Linked DNA regions of Mus musculus: all the other regions are linked to region 2. Evidence: chromatin contacts called from public HiChIP or PLAC-seq data. All regions are on one chromosome and are shown on one strand. The core of a region is the stretch at or near the end of the contact, and the rest is flanking DNA. Distances in the headings are between cores, read along the strand shown. Region 1 holds the start of Ilrun (inflammation and lipid regulator with UBA-like and NBR1-like domains). Region 2 holds the start of Wfikkn1 (WAP, FS, Ig, KU, and NTR-containing protein 1). Region 3 holds the start of Noxo1 (NADPH oxidase organizer 1). Region 4 holds the start of Amdhd2 (amidohydrolase domain containing 2).

Region 1 (3,467 bases), core at 738-3,237, 1.9 Mb after region 2:
GGCTGGCCTGGAACTTGCTATGTAGACCAGCCTGGCCTCAACTCACTTAGATGTGCCAGCTTCAGTCTCCAGACTGCAAGGACTAAAGGTGTGCCCAAATGAAACCCATCTAGTTGGTGCTCAGAAAAGTAGCTCCATTCCCTGCATCAGATCACCTGGACCCAATATACAAGCCCAGGAGCTGGAGAGACACTCAACAGCATGTCTGAGTTCCATCTCTAGCACCCAGTACTAGCACCCCACAGCCCACATGTACCCGATGCCTCAGGCCTCCAAAAGAACCTGTACACATGCACATACTCACAATTAGGAAATAATAAAAATAAACGAAGACACAAACAGAACTCACAAGTACTTGTTTAACTCTAAAAGGCTGTGCCTCAATGCCTCCCAGTTTACCAGACACTAAAATATCAGCCCCATTCTTGTCATTTTTTTTTTAAGACCAATAGTGAAAACACTTCACCTCTGGTTCTCATCACAGATAAGCATCTTTGGAGTGGGGTGGGGGAGCACTAGGCAGGAGTAGGATAAAAATCTAAGCTTACAACCTCTTTTCAGACATTGCTCGAGGCACTGGGTGGACATGGAAATAATGGGAGTTTGTTCAAGGGATGCCAAGAGAAACAAGATTCCACACGTCAGGGCACTGAACGCTCAACACGGGGCAAAGGGCATGCACCCCCTTGCTTTTTGCTCAAATCCCGATTAGTTGCTTCACCTGAGAGCCTTTCAAAGGCCGTCTAATGGTCTCCAGTCTAATGGTTAAATTCCCGAGTGAACTTAACAATCCCTACTTGGAGACCAAGAGAAAGTATTCTTGCTTATCAAAAACAGCAAGTGCTGCTCTAAGAACCAAGACACACGTCGGTGCCTGGAGACAGCTCCACTTCAGCCTGTACAACCCAACTACAAGCCAGAACCCCTGGCCCCCAACCTATACATTTCTCAGTTTTCTGTCAACTAAGCCCATCCAATCAGTAAGCTCGTCAAAGTTCCCAAGGCCAAGCCTCTGCCCAGCACGCCAGTGTCTTCACAAAGTTCCTGCCTCCAAGATCAGCTTCCCTCCACTTTCTGAAGACTTTTCCCAGTCCTCGTCGCAGGCCTGGCGCTCCGGCGCCTCCATTAGATGTCACTTCTCCCTGGCACAACTCTTCCTTTCTCACCATACTCAGTTGATTATAATTTGTGTTCCCTCCGCCGCAAAAGTCGTTTTCGCCCTTATCTCCTCAAAGAGACACAAGATCTATTCTCAGCTCCGAGACCTCTCCCGCGCCCAGAGTTCGACCTCAGCACCTAACACACTCCCTCGAGTTTCCACACCGTTCTGTCATCCTCAGCTCCTACACTTCGCACCTATTTAAAAGGAAAACACTTCGCAACTCTCGTTTCCTGTGCTTTCTACTCCCAGAACACACGCTTTTCGCCCCAGATCGACTCCCCTGGCTTCCACCTCACCACTTCTCCCCTCTTCCCATGTTCTTCGGGCTCTGACTCCCTGCCACCTCCCGGCCTGGGCCCTGCCCTGCCCGGGAGTACTCCACGAGCGGGCTCCGGTGTTTTTGCCCTCGGGGCCGCGAGGCCGCTGCCAGCAGGATTGGCTCCGCGTGGGGCGGACTCACCAGTTGGTCATGTCCAGGAAGAAGGCGCAGCCGGCCGGGTTGAGCTGGAAGCCGAGTAGCCGCTGGAACTCGGAGATGAGCACGTCCTTGTCTGTGGTGCCCAGGCAGCTGAACTTCTGCATGAGCTCCGGATCCAAGTCCACGTCCATGCCCTCCATGGCGGGGGGCCCGGACGCACAGCTTCCACCGCCCCGACCTGCTTCTCCACGGGCGGCCGCCGCGCCCGGGCCCGAGCCCACGAAGGGCGGCCCGCTGCTGGCCGGCGCCGCGCGCACTGCTCCGAGACAGGCCCCAGGCCTCTCACCGCCTCATGGGCTGCGCGCGCCGCGCCGAGCCGCGCCGCACCGCACCGCTCGCTCCTCTCTCGCTGGCTCTGGGGCTCGCGCTCCCCCCCCTCCCACCCCCCCCAGCGCCCGCCTCCGCCGCCGCCGCTGCTGCCGCCGCGGTTCGCAGCACCGCCGCCTCCGCCTCCTCCCGGGCCGCGCCCAACGCGCACGCGCGGGGCCGCTCGGACCCCGCCCCTTCCTCTCCCGAAAGCCCGCCTTCAGTGACGTCATAACTCGGTGACGTCTCTCGCGTGACCTCACCGCGACAGAGCGGAGGGGGCAGGAAACGGGAAGCCGGAAAGAGCGGATACTGGGCGGGTCTCTGTCCTCGCCTGAGTCCCCACACTGCGTGGGAGGAGTCACGAGTCTGAGAGGTGCTTCGGAGACGAGCGACCCCACCCATGCTCAGGCTGGGAACCCGAAGTCGCCACAGGAACAGAGGCTGGGACTGGGGCAAAGGGCAAAGGGCAGCACAGAGCGGACTCTTGCTGCTCCGCTCTCAGGGGACTTAGTATTCAAACAGACATTTTCCCAAGGTCGCGGCGGTGCACGCTTAGTCTCTGGATTCTGACCTGAGTTTCTCATGACTGCCTATGTTACTATGCAACCTTAGCATTACGTTTCCAGAAAATAAAGGCAGCCTAATGCAAGCACCAGTTACAGGTCAGAGGAACCGATCCTCTGCAAAGAAAGGTCAATACCCTAGAATTTAGCAAATCTTGTTCTGTCTCTAAAATCCACGACCAAAAAAATGACTGTAGACAGTATCCAGTGTATCTACTAATGTGAGGCTCCATTTGAAGCTGAAGGATTAAGAAGCTCAGCTGTGGAGAGACTCATCTGCCCGTTCTGTCACCAAGTATTTTCTCAGTGTCACCTGTTAGATATGACTAGGTACAGGGATGGGGGTGGGTAAGAAACTGGGCAACTGGGGACTTGGCTTAAGCTGTTTCCCCGAAGGTATGAAGACCTGGGTTCCTGAGAGCAGAGATACTTCGCTCTTGCATATAAGGCCTGGCTGACAGCCAAGGGTGGCGGCACTGGGGAGGCAGGCAAATTTCTGTGTGTTTGATGCCAGCCAGAGATACTCTAGACCCTGCCTTTAAAAAATAAACCACCCCAGCACTCAAGAGGCAGAGGCGGGCTTTCTTCCTGGAGTTGCCTTTGATCTCATCCTCCTACCCCTACTTGCTGGGATAACTACTGTCACAACTACTTCTGAAAAGAGACTCAACTGAAGTCAGTGGGCCTGGGAGGAGGCTCAAAATCGCCTGGTGATTGTTATCATATCCAAATTTCAGAGCAGAACCTTGAGCAAATGCAGTTATTGCTGATAGTTTGCTCAACAGTTCAACCTGATTAAAGATTGACAAAATATGTTTACGGATGTGTTTGAATTGTGTCTATCTCATGAACAGCAGCTGTGAGATCATGAGGACCAGAGCTCAGGGTTATCAGTGTGACAGTTTGTGTATTCCTACCGTTGGCAGTGCTTCAGACACTCTCTTCTCCTTAGTCA
Region 2 (3,389 bases), core at 617-3,116:
GCGACAAACTGGCTGCCCATCCCAGATGTCACAGTCAGAACCCTGTTGTGGGCATTGGAAGCCTTCACAGGAGGCTGCTGTCTCAGGTACAGCTGGGCCACCACTGGGAAAGCGGGCAGCCACGCAGCTCTGCAGCCCACACACATTGGTGCAGCACTTCTCGGATGCCGCACAGTCCTGAGGGACAGGGACAGTTTAGTGGAGCCCTGACCCCCTACCCAGCCTTGCCTATGCACTACTCTGCCTCTCTATCCTGGGAGAGGTAGCTGCCTTTTTCAAAGCTTCCTCCCCTGTGAAAAACTGTGGCTGTGCATTTTGAACAGTAGGAGTACTAAGGTCACACAGTCACCTTAGTCAACCCCAGTCACCTTAGTCAACCCCGCTGAATCCTCAAGGCCCCTGTGCAACTCTCATTAGCATTCCTACTGAGTAGGTGGAACAGTGTGCAGGCAAATGCTCTGCCATCAGAGGGCGCACCACCTTGGGAGCTCTTTGTCCCCTTCCCAGTCTGGGATATGAGGAAAGGACTACAGACAGGCCAGGGCTGGGAAGGTGATGATGCCATTTGCAGGGGTAGGTCAGAGGCCTGGGCCCACATGACTTAAGAAAAAAAGTGGTGCTCAGGCACGTGAGAGACAGGATTGGTGAGGTTGCAGTCAGTCCGGGAATTGGAGATGTTCTTGTTCTTCAGAGGACAAAAAGGTAGGGGTATCCTTTGAGCCCCATGTACATACAGGTCATGGCCACAAATCCAGGTAAATTGAGTGTGGAGGAACCCTGGAGGAAGCAGACTCCTAGGGTTGGGGTCTACTCCCCCCACTGAGGAAAGAACTAGGGTGGGGCCCAGGATCCCATGAAATGCCAGTGCTCACCTGGTCCCCGGTACACTCACGCTCACAGGTGCTCTGGGCGTCGACCCACAGGTGGGGGCTGAGCTCGTTGGGGCACATGCCAGGATGGCTTCCGGGATCTGGCAGCAGGTTGGTCTCCGAGGTCAGATGGATGAGCACGAAGACAAAGAGCAGAGGCAGGAATGGCTGTGGGGCAGGCATGGGGACCACAGGGCCAGGGAGTGGGAGTGTGTGGCCACCAGCTGAGACTCCCTATAGGCATCCACCCTATAGGGTCCTGGGCCCAGGATCACTACCCCCTACCTCAAAGGACCCTCTCCTGGGACTCTTGGACCCCGCAAGGCTTGAGCTCACAGGTGATGCTGCTCTTCTCTGAACCCTGAATAGTTATTCTGGGGCCTCTCAGAACCTGTCCACAAAATACTGGCTGGCCCTCTCCCAACCACTGTGGGTGGCTCCCAGGCTCTGGTCAGCATAGGACTGGGAATAGAAGAAGAGGAAGGGCTGGGGAGGGGCCAGAGGCCCTGAAGCCCAGAGCAACTGACCACTAGGGTCACCAAGGGGCGGAGAAGGGCCAGCTCAATCAGGGAGGGGGATGCTGTAACCTGAGCCCCTCCCTCTACAAGCTGGAGCCCAACAGGGATCAAAGTCTCCTTAAAGACCCTCCCACCCTCTATTCAGGGAGGAGGGGCAGGGCTGGTAAATTTCGGCTTTTGTCCTCTGCTCTTCAGTGTCCTATTCAGTGAGGTTGGATAGGGACCCAGTCCAGCCCCAGCTATTAGACTAGATTTTCTCCAAAGGCAGCCAAGGGCCACACCTGTCATAACTATAGGTAAGGCACCTTTCCCACTGGCATGGAGTAAGAAACCCCTAGGGTACTTGGCATCTGTGGTACACACTTGTAACCCCAGCACTGGGTAGGCGGGACACAGGAGGATCCAGATTGAGGCCAGCCCATAGCTACATAGCAAATTCCAGGCCCGTTTGGCCACATAAGAACATACTGTCTCAAAAAGAAAAAAAAAAAAAAAGGTCTTGGCATCTCACCAGCTGAGGGCACAACTCGGCAGGATTCATCCTCCCAGATGTACCAGTTTCTCTAAAACTGGGCTCCTGGCTTCTAGCTAGGGTCTGTGCCACTCAGTTCCTTCAAATGGGCAAGGCAGGTACAAAATAAATAAAAAGGCCATCTTATCTGGGTGGAAGCAGGTGACCCATGTGCACTGGCCATAGACAGTCTCATGGCAATGACTGATACATAGTGTAAACAAGAGCAAAGAGAAGCCAGCCAGCTGGTCACACACAGGCTGAGACACATGGGGCTCTCTGGGATGGCCAAGTGCACCTATCAAAGAGCAAGCATCCTCGGTGTTGCTCAGGGAGGATCTAAGTACATTCAAGCCTTGCCCCAACCATCCACCATGAAGGCCAGCATCCATTCTTTAACTGAACTAGGGGCTTCACTACCGTGGGGGAGGGGAGGGAGATCAAAGCTGGTGGCAAGACAAAGGCCCTGCCTGGAATCTGCTTTTCCAAACCCTTTCTGTGGCTCCAGAGGTCCCCAGGGAGTGGTTTTCTCAGAGACAGGAAGGAAAAAGTCTGTGTGACCCTCTGTCTGACCTCCTGACCCAGGAGGCAGGGTAATAAGAGCCTGGTCTGGTCAGGAGATCAAGAGATGGCTACCAGGCGCCAGTGTCTGCTGCCTTACAAAAGAGCCGTCGTTGAGGCAGCTTGTGGTGTTGAGGGGGCAGGGATTGCCAGGCCACAGGCTCAGAATGCAACTAAGGAAAAATGCAGGTGACACCTGAGCCAGAGGCCACTCTAAAGTGAACTGTCCAATCCCACTCAGTGGGATTTGCCTTCCAGTGTATGAGCTAGAACCCTGGGTGAGCATGGCCTGCAGAGGCCATGACCTGCTAGATGCTTTCCTGCTAAAGGCACCAACGCCAGGTCCCACTCACAGATATCCTTCATGTTGTGGTAAGCTATGTGCCCTGGGCTATGTATGAGTAAAGGCTCTGTCTAACCTGGCCAAGATCTGACCTCCGGAAACAGTGTGGCTTGTAACCAGGCCTGGCTACTTTGTGGCTGGGAATGTGAACCCAGTGGATGGATGGCTGCAGGTCAGCAGGGTCAGCTGCGGGGAAAGTTAACAAAGCCTGGGATCATTCTGTCAGGCACAAAGCCATGCTGGAGCATGTGGCAGAACACACCGCCAGACACCCCTTACCACCCCCAACAAACCACAGTCAGATGAAGCCAGACACAAGCTCACTGCTGAAGTACATTTACTGTACAAAGAAGTAAGAACAAAGAACCAGGAATAGTGGAGTCCACAGCAGCAAGTGTAGTGTTGATGGTGTGCACGCAGGCCAATCCAGGTCCTCAAAGTCTATACCATTCTATCGCGATTCCAGAGAAAAGGTCTCTGTCAACAGCAACAGGACTGGTGGGGAAAGGTGATGCTTGATTGTACCCAGCCTCTGGGTCAGGCTCCCAGGTCAGGCTGCTGCTTATCAGGCAGTTCCCACAACCATA
Region 3 (3,295 bases), core at 333-2,832, 1.2 Mb before region 2:
ACTGCTTCAAATAGCAAGTGCAACCTAGGTTAGGCCACTGAGAGTGAGGGATGTTTACTTCAGTCCAGTTTTTTTTTTTTTTTTTTTGGTTTTTCGAGACAGGGTTTCTCTGTGTAGCCCTGGCTATCCTGGAACTCACTTTGTAGACCAGGCTGGCCTCGAACTCTGAAATCCGCCTGCCTCTGCCTCCCTTCAGTCCAGTTTTTAAAGCTGGTAACTAAGCTGAGAGATTGGCTTGAGCCCCATAAGGAAGAGCTATAAGGACTGGGCTTTTGAGGAAGGAGAAGGCCCCCAAACCCCAACATCCCTTTTGGTGTCCCCTCTCCTAGGAACCTGTCACTTCTGAATCTACTGTTCTAGGCCCCTCTCTATGACATCAGCTATGCCCCCCCCCCTTTTTTTGTGTTTCTTTGAGACAGGGTTTCTCTGTGTAGCCCTGGCTGTCCTGGAACTCACTCTGTAGAGCAGGCTGGCCTCGAACTCAGAAAACCACCTGCCACTGCTTGCCAAGTGCTGGGATTAACGGCGTGCGCCACCACCGCCCGGCATCAGCTAGGCCCGCTCTAGGGACCTTACTGACAAGAGGTATAGCCACAACTTACCTCTTCCTTATGTCTTCCGCACATTCCTCGCAGGGGTAAAACTTGGAAAATATATGTATGAACTGGGCCATATCCTGTTGTTGTTCTGGCGTGGGCCTGTCCGGGTAATAGGCGGCCAGCGTATGGAGGAAAGCCCAGGTGTGGCGACCCAATTCTTCCCGATCCTGTGGACAGTCCTCCCTAAACTTGATGTCCCGCTGCAGAAGTAGGCCGACTAAAGGTCAATTCACTCTTACCCAACCAGAAAGCCCATAAAATTCCAACCCAGTGGCAGACTGCTTGCGTTGTACGCCAGAGGCCTTCGGTTCGAATTCCCATTATCACTAATAATAATCATAATAATAATAATAAAGGAAACAAGAACGCTCCCTTTTTCAGTTGACAGCCTACTAACTCGATCTGACTAGCCAGTGGCTGAAAGCGCAAAAGTTTGAGCCTAACGGTGTGTGTGGGTGAGGGGTAAACATGTTTAGGCATAGCCAACCCTGAGGGTTTGGGCCGTGCGGTAGCCGAACGGGAACCTGGAAACCAGGTGTGTGGGGGACCGGGACCGGGCGGCCAAGCGGGGCATCTGCACCTTCTGCTGGGTCCGCATCCACGACTTGAAGTCCACGCAGGCCCGGCACGGTCGCTTCCCGTGCTCCAAACCTTGCGGCGCCGGGGCCGCGGCAGGGGTGGTGTCGTCTCTATGCCTTGCGCCGCGGCCCCGCGCGTCAGTCACCAGGTCGTCGGTCATCTCGGAGCGCGCGCCGCCCGGCAGGAAGGAGAAGCGACTGCCGCGAGGGAAGCCCGCCGGCTCGCTGGGCGCCGCCATCTTGCTGGCGTGCGGGCAGCGGGGCCAAGAGGGCGTGCCGGCGACAGTTCGGAGGAGCGTGCACGCCACCGCCGGCGCGCGGCGGCAGGAGCGGGAACCGCAGCCCGGGGCTGGGCTCAGGCCGGGGCAGGAGGCGGGGCCTGGCGGCGGGGCGGGGCTGGGGGCCGAGGCGGCGGCCCGGGTCGCGGAGGCGTAGGAGGCCTCGGGGCGGGAGGAGGCGGCGCCGGAGGCCCAGGCCGAGGCGGCACTGGCGGCTGCGGCTCCGGCTCTGCGGGTACTCTTGCGCCTGGTGACCCGCCGCGAGCCCGGCGTGCGTGGTCCATGGTGGGGTTCAGGCTTCCTCCGGCAGATGTGAAGTGTGTCGTGGAAGGCGCGCTGCGGCTGTGCTGAGATCTTGGACTGAGATGAGTTCCGAGATGCTTCTCGCATCACCCCCATCGCTTGGCTCAGACACCTAAGGGCGGCAAAATTTGGGGTCTTCCTGCCTTACGACGTGCCCACCTACACGCTTCTCGGTGCCTTAGCAACGCGCGACGGGGCGTGGCCTCACAGAGACCAGACAGTACTTATTGCCAGAGGCTACCTGTGCCCTAGTAACTGTCCCCCACTGCGCAACCTTGAGAGAGGGCGTGTCCTCATCCTCTAGCTTGGATAAAAGATTATTATGCCTATTTTAATAGCAGCCTCAGGAATTTCTTCCTTTTTTTTTTTCTTTTGGAGACAGGGTCTCATGTAACTTGGACTAACTTTGAACTCTGTATGTAGCTGAGTGAAGATGATGTTGAATTCTTGAATCTTTTTGCCACCACACCACCTCTTCAAGTGTTTGACTTAAACGCCTGTGCCATCACAGGAAGAATTCCTTCCGCTGCCTCCATGTGTTCATTTACTCTTTCTGCAAATATTTGTAGAGTGGCTGCTCTCTCCAGGTGCTGTTTCCTCCACTGAGCAGAACAAGGAACAAGCCTCCCTCTTTAGCCTTTAACCAGTGATGCAAATGCGGAAAACCCAGTACACCAGAATCATATTTACAAAACTGATGAAAGCTGTGCAGGGGGTGAGGAGACCCTTAGGCACAGGCCTTTGGGATAAGAAATCAGCTCAAATGCTTGACATTTTACAGAAACACCAGTGACGCTGGGGGCAGGGTCTAGGGAAGGTAGAGGAGATAGAGGCAGAATCCAGAGTCCGGCAAGGCCTACTTATGACCATGGTAGCAACTGGCATTTTTTTCCCTAAAAACAGAGATGTTGGGCAATTTGGGACAGTGGATTTTGTGTGTGTGTGTGTGTGTGTATTTCAAGACAGGGTTTCTTAGTGTAACCAGTCTTGACTGTCCTGGACTCTCTTTGTAGACCAGGCTGGCCTTGATCTCAGAAATCTACCTGCCTCTGCCACCCAAATGCTGGGATTAAAGGCATGTGCTACCCCACTGAGAACAGATTTTTTTAAAGAGACAGGGAGGAACCCAGAGTTGGGGGCTCCTCTGTGTGCATCTGAGAGAGGCAGTGGCTAGATAGAGTGAAGAGCATCTAAGGTTGGGAGGGGTAGACAGGGGCTGTCAACTGAGTGGTAAGAGGGGCTCACAATTCCTCACTTTTCCAGCTTCTGTCTTCTGACTTCCAACATTTCTGAAAAAAAGCCAGAAAGTTATTAAAGGTAATGCCAAGACTTAGCTAAGTAAGGAGATTGGCTTTATGACCTAGCTACTCGGGAGCCTAAGACAGTAATATTCCCAACTTTGGCAAAACCCTATCTCAAAGCAAAACAAGACAAAAACAACCAACCAAAACCAAACCAAACCAAAGCAACCAAAAAAGGACCCAGTAGTTGACTCAAGGTTGTCTGTGTCTGTAACATACTGTACTGTAGCCCAGGG
Region 4 (3,242 bases), core at 392-2,891, 1.7 Mb before region 2:
TCCTCTGCTTCTGTGTCTACACAACCAGAAAGGAAGCCACGGGCAACCACACACTCCCTGATCCTGTCCTGGAAGAAAAACTGGCTGCGGCGATTGACAACAGGAACAGAGAAAATCCATTCGAGTATGGATAACAGCATTCATTTACTAAATTCGTCAACTGTGTTGCATAAGAGAATACCACGTTTTTAAAGCAAGAGTTCAGGTCTAAGGGATAAACCCGCAGAGAACACATGAAGACAGCAACCTAAACAAGCTTCCTTAAAACTGGGAAAACTAGCCTGGCGTGGTGGCACACGCCTTTAATCCCAGCACTCGGGAGGCAGAGGCAGGCAGATTTCTGAGTTTGAGGCCAGCCTGGTCTACAAAGTGAGTTCCAGGACAGCAAGGTCTATACAGAGAAACCCTGTCTCGAAAAAACAAACAAACAAACAAAAACCGGGAAAACTGTGGGAGAACCTTACATGAAATTTGGAACAAGACAACAGACCTCCTGCTAAGATAGAAGGTGGAAGGGTGAGGACAGAAGCCAGTCCACAGCAACAGCAGCTCTTTCTGAAAGGCTTTTTCATGTGAGTCACACAGCATAAGCAGGTTAGGGAGGAAGAGCTAGACAAGAGACAATGGCTGTGGCAGAATTCCAGGCGACCTTAGTTCAGGAGACCCAGAGGCTGCCTACAGGGCGTTGGGAGGGCGTGGCAGATGAGAACCGGGGCAGGAAACGTGAGGACAACCGCACTGGCAGTTGCAGAGACCAGGCAGAACCCAACTGAAAGTGAGGCGGATCCCCCTCGGACCCAAGTCCAGGAAGCCCAGATTCGGGTGAAGGAAGTGGTCCTTTCCTGAGGGCCCCTTTGCTCAGGGGTAGAACGGCCTCATCTCACCTTGTGATAAACCTCTGGTGGGGAGGTGACCAGGGTGGGACAGAAGGAGGTGACACCGTGGGACAGGAGCCTCCGGGCCACTAGGGCGACCCCCGAACCCACGTCCTCCGTAGCCTTGGAGAAGTCAACACCAAATCCACCTGTGGCCACAGAAAACAAGGGGGGTAGCACAGTGCTCGGAGCTCCTGCCCTGGGTTCCCTGGCCCGAGCCAGGCCGCACCGTTGATCTGCACATCGATAAAGCCAGGCGCCAGGATGCGGCCTCCGCAGTCCCGCTGCTCATCAGCCACACGCCTCTCCTCAAAAAACAGCTTTTCTGGGTCCAGGATTCGGCCCCCGCGCACCCACAGATCCTCCCTGAGGGCAGAGTAGTAGGCACTTGGATCACCACCAGGCCCTGGAACCAAACCCTAGTTCTATCTCGCACCCAGCTTGTCCCTGCACCCACTATTCTTCTTGGTCCCGGCCACACACCCACGATAGTCCCGCCCTCCACATTCCTGCCCCTTTCAGGGCTTATGCCCTACACTATCCCCATCTCTGCACCCCGCACTGGCGTATCATCAGCTCTATACCCAGCCTAAGCCTGCACCATGCAGCCCAGACCTGAGGAGCGTGCCGCCACGCAGGATGCGGCAGTTGGTGAACTGGAGCACCGGGGCCCCCGCTGCGCACTGCCCGCTACGCATCGTGAGTCGCGCCGAACCCAGCAAGCTTTGGGCGCAAGCCGGCAGAGCCCGGAGCAGCCGTAATCGGAAGCGGGGCCAGGTCGCATCACGTGACTCTCAGCTGAAGGGGCTGTCACGTGGCCGCGGTGCTCACGTGGTGGCGACCACATGATGACAAACCCTGCCAGGCCCGCCCACAGAAGCGCCAGAACACAAGCCAGTCACATCCGAGAACTTTTATTGGACACAGCTGGGAGCCAGCTCTGAGGAGCAGTAGCACTCTATCCTCCACCCTGGCTGTTCAGGGCAGGGGGAAGGGTGGCTCCATCCAAGGAGTCTCAGCAACAGGAACCCCACAAGGCAACAGTCTACTAATGATTACTATATAGTTGGGAGACAGGAGCTGCTCCACAGACGCATGAATAGGTCAAATCTTTTATAAATAAACATCCAGTGAAGAGAAAAATGACAACTCTAGTTCATTCTTATACACAGGAGCACTCTAGGGCGATGGGTGGGGTAACCAGAGGCTGACTTCGTCACTGGTCAGGGGCCTGGGTGGGAGATGAGTGGGCCCGTATGTCCACAGCACGGTGCAGTAGGGGCAAGGCGGGGGCGACAGACAATGGGCACTAGGACACTGCACATTTACAAGACCAACTACTGAGGGGCAGCTGCCCGTGCATGTGTCAGGCTGTTCGTTCTGGAATGAGGAGGGGTGATCTTTACATCCTATCCTGTGACTGATGGTGGAAAAGGACTACTTTGTGGAGAGGATTAGGGCCACGATGAGACCGTAGAGGCCAAGCACCTCCGCAAAGATGAGGATCAGGATCATGCCCACGAACAGTCGAGGCTGCTGGGCAGTGCCCCGAACACCAGCATCTCCGACGATGCCAATGGCAAAGCCAGCAGCCAGGCCACTCAGCCCCACACTCAGGCCAGCACCCAGTTGAAGAAAACTCCTGGGGAGAGAAGAGACACAGGTTGTCAGCAATCTGCCTGTCCACAGGACAATGAAGCACTTCACCTGGGAGGAAAGGCCCAGCACTCACCTGTAGAGGGTGATGCCATCAGTCAGGGAGTTAGCGATAAGTACTGCCACCACCAGGCCGTAGATGGCGATGATCCCAGCCATAACCACTGGGATGATGGACTTCATGATCAGCTCTGGCCTCATGACTGACATGGCTGCGATGCCAGTGCCACTCTTGGCTGTGCCATAGGCGGCTCCCATGGCTGTGGGAGGAGAGAGTAAGTGAGCCCAGAGCAGCTTTTTCCATTCTGCTCCCCAGGTTCCCACCCATTACAAGAACTGAGGCGGGCAGCCAAGCAAGAGCAGCAGCCACTTCTCTTCCCACTAGCAGAGCCATACCTCCAACCTCCTGCTCTACTTCCGCCTGCAGTTCTTCCTGTGGTCATGGGGGCTCGTTTGCTGTGAAACCAGACTTTGTTCCCTAGCACTCCCCTTCCCTAGCTTGTGATCTCTGGCAACATAGTCACGTGGAAGAGGCGGCTGGGCCAAGGAGAGCCTTGCTCGAGACTCTGGCAATCCCTGTCCCACACCCTAAGCTCCAGGCACTTCCAGCATAAGAGCTACATGTCAGCTGCCCAGAGGCCACTCCAGTGTCAATCAGTTCCTGCCTAGAGTCTGCCTACAGTGGGGCCTTCAAGCCTTCCCAGACAGGAC

The links. HiChIP or PLAC-seq counts read pairs in DNA pulled down with a chosen protein or histone mark.
Region 1: an H3K4me3 HiChIP or PLAC-seq map of stem cell-derived neural progenitor cells shows a contact between it and region 2, with 10 times the contacts expected there. The contact joins the promoter of Ilrun here to the promoter of Wfikkn1 in region 2. A contact is called at or near these places in 2 of 39 promoter capture datasets (liver and pre-B cells), 1 of 484 Hi-C or Micro-C datasets (B cells) and 1 of 115 datasets of contacts at active chromatin or transcription factors (stem cell-derived neural progenitor cells).
Region 3: a FOXA1 HiChIP or PLAC-seq map of pancreatic cancer cells shows a contact between it and region 2. The contact joins the promoter of Noxo1 here to the promoter of Wfikkn1 in region 2. A contact is called at or near these places in 1 of 115 datasets of contacts at active chromatin or transcription factors (pancreatic cancer cells) and 1 of 9 other capture datasets (liver).
Region 4: an HNF4G HiChIP or PLAC-seq map of pancreatic cancer cells shows a contact between it and region 2. The contact joins the promoter of Amdhd2 here to the promoter of Wfikkn1 in region 2. A contact is called at or near these places in 2 of 39 promoter capture datasets (neutrophils and pre-B cells) and 2 of 115 datasets of contacts at active chromatin or transcription factors (large pre-B cells and pancreatic cancer cells).

Annotation. Positions count from the first base shown.
Region 1 is chr17:27,818,555-27,822,021 of GRCm38.p6, forward strand. It overlaps Ilrun (inflammation and lipid regulator with UBA-like and NBR1-like domains), which reads right to left and starts at 1,988. Exons shown (of 5, transcript NM_001033279.3): 1 at 1,623-1,988. The coding sequence starts at 1,780.
Region 2 is chr17:25,878,992-25,882,380 of GRCm38.p6, forward strand. It overlaps Wfikkn1 (WAP, FS, Ig, KU, and NTR-containing protein 1), which reads right to left and starts at 1,867. Exons shown (of 2, transcript NM_001100454.1): 1 at 873-1,867; 2 at 1-177. The coding sequence starts at 1,052. Rab40c (Rab40C, member RAS oncogene family) reads right to left here. Exons shown (of 7, transcript NM_139154.2): 7 at 3,123-3,389.
Region 3 is chr17:24,694,652-24,697,946 of GRCm38.p6, forward strand. Noxo1 (NADPH oxidase organizer 1) reads left to right here and starts at 1,583. Exons shown (of 9, transcript NM_001357836.1): 1 at 1,583-2,345. Gfer (growth factor, augmenter of liver regeneration) reads right to left here and starts at 1,505. Exons shown (of 3, transcript NM_023040.3): 1 at 1,180-1,505; 2 at 603-799. The coding sequence starts at 1,416.
Region 4 is chr17:24,162,092-24,165,333 of GRCm38.p6, forward strand. It overlaps Amdhd2 (amidohydrolase domain containing 2), which reads right to left and starts at 1,642. Exons shown (of 11, transcript NM_172935.4): 1 at 1,491-1,642; 2 at 1,105-1,241; 3 at 885-1,024. The coding sequence starts at 1,573. It overlaps Atp6v0c (ATPase, H+ transporting, lysosomal V0 subunit C), which reads right to left. Exons shown (of 3, transcript NM_009729.4): 2 at 2,608-2,791; 3 at 1,774-2,517. The coding sequence ends at 2,313.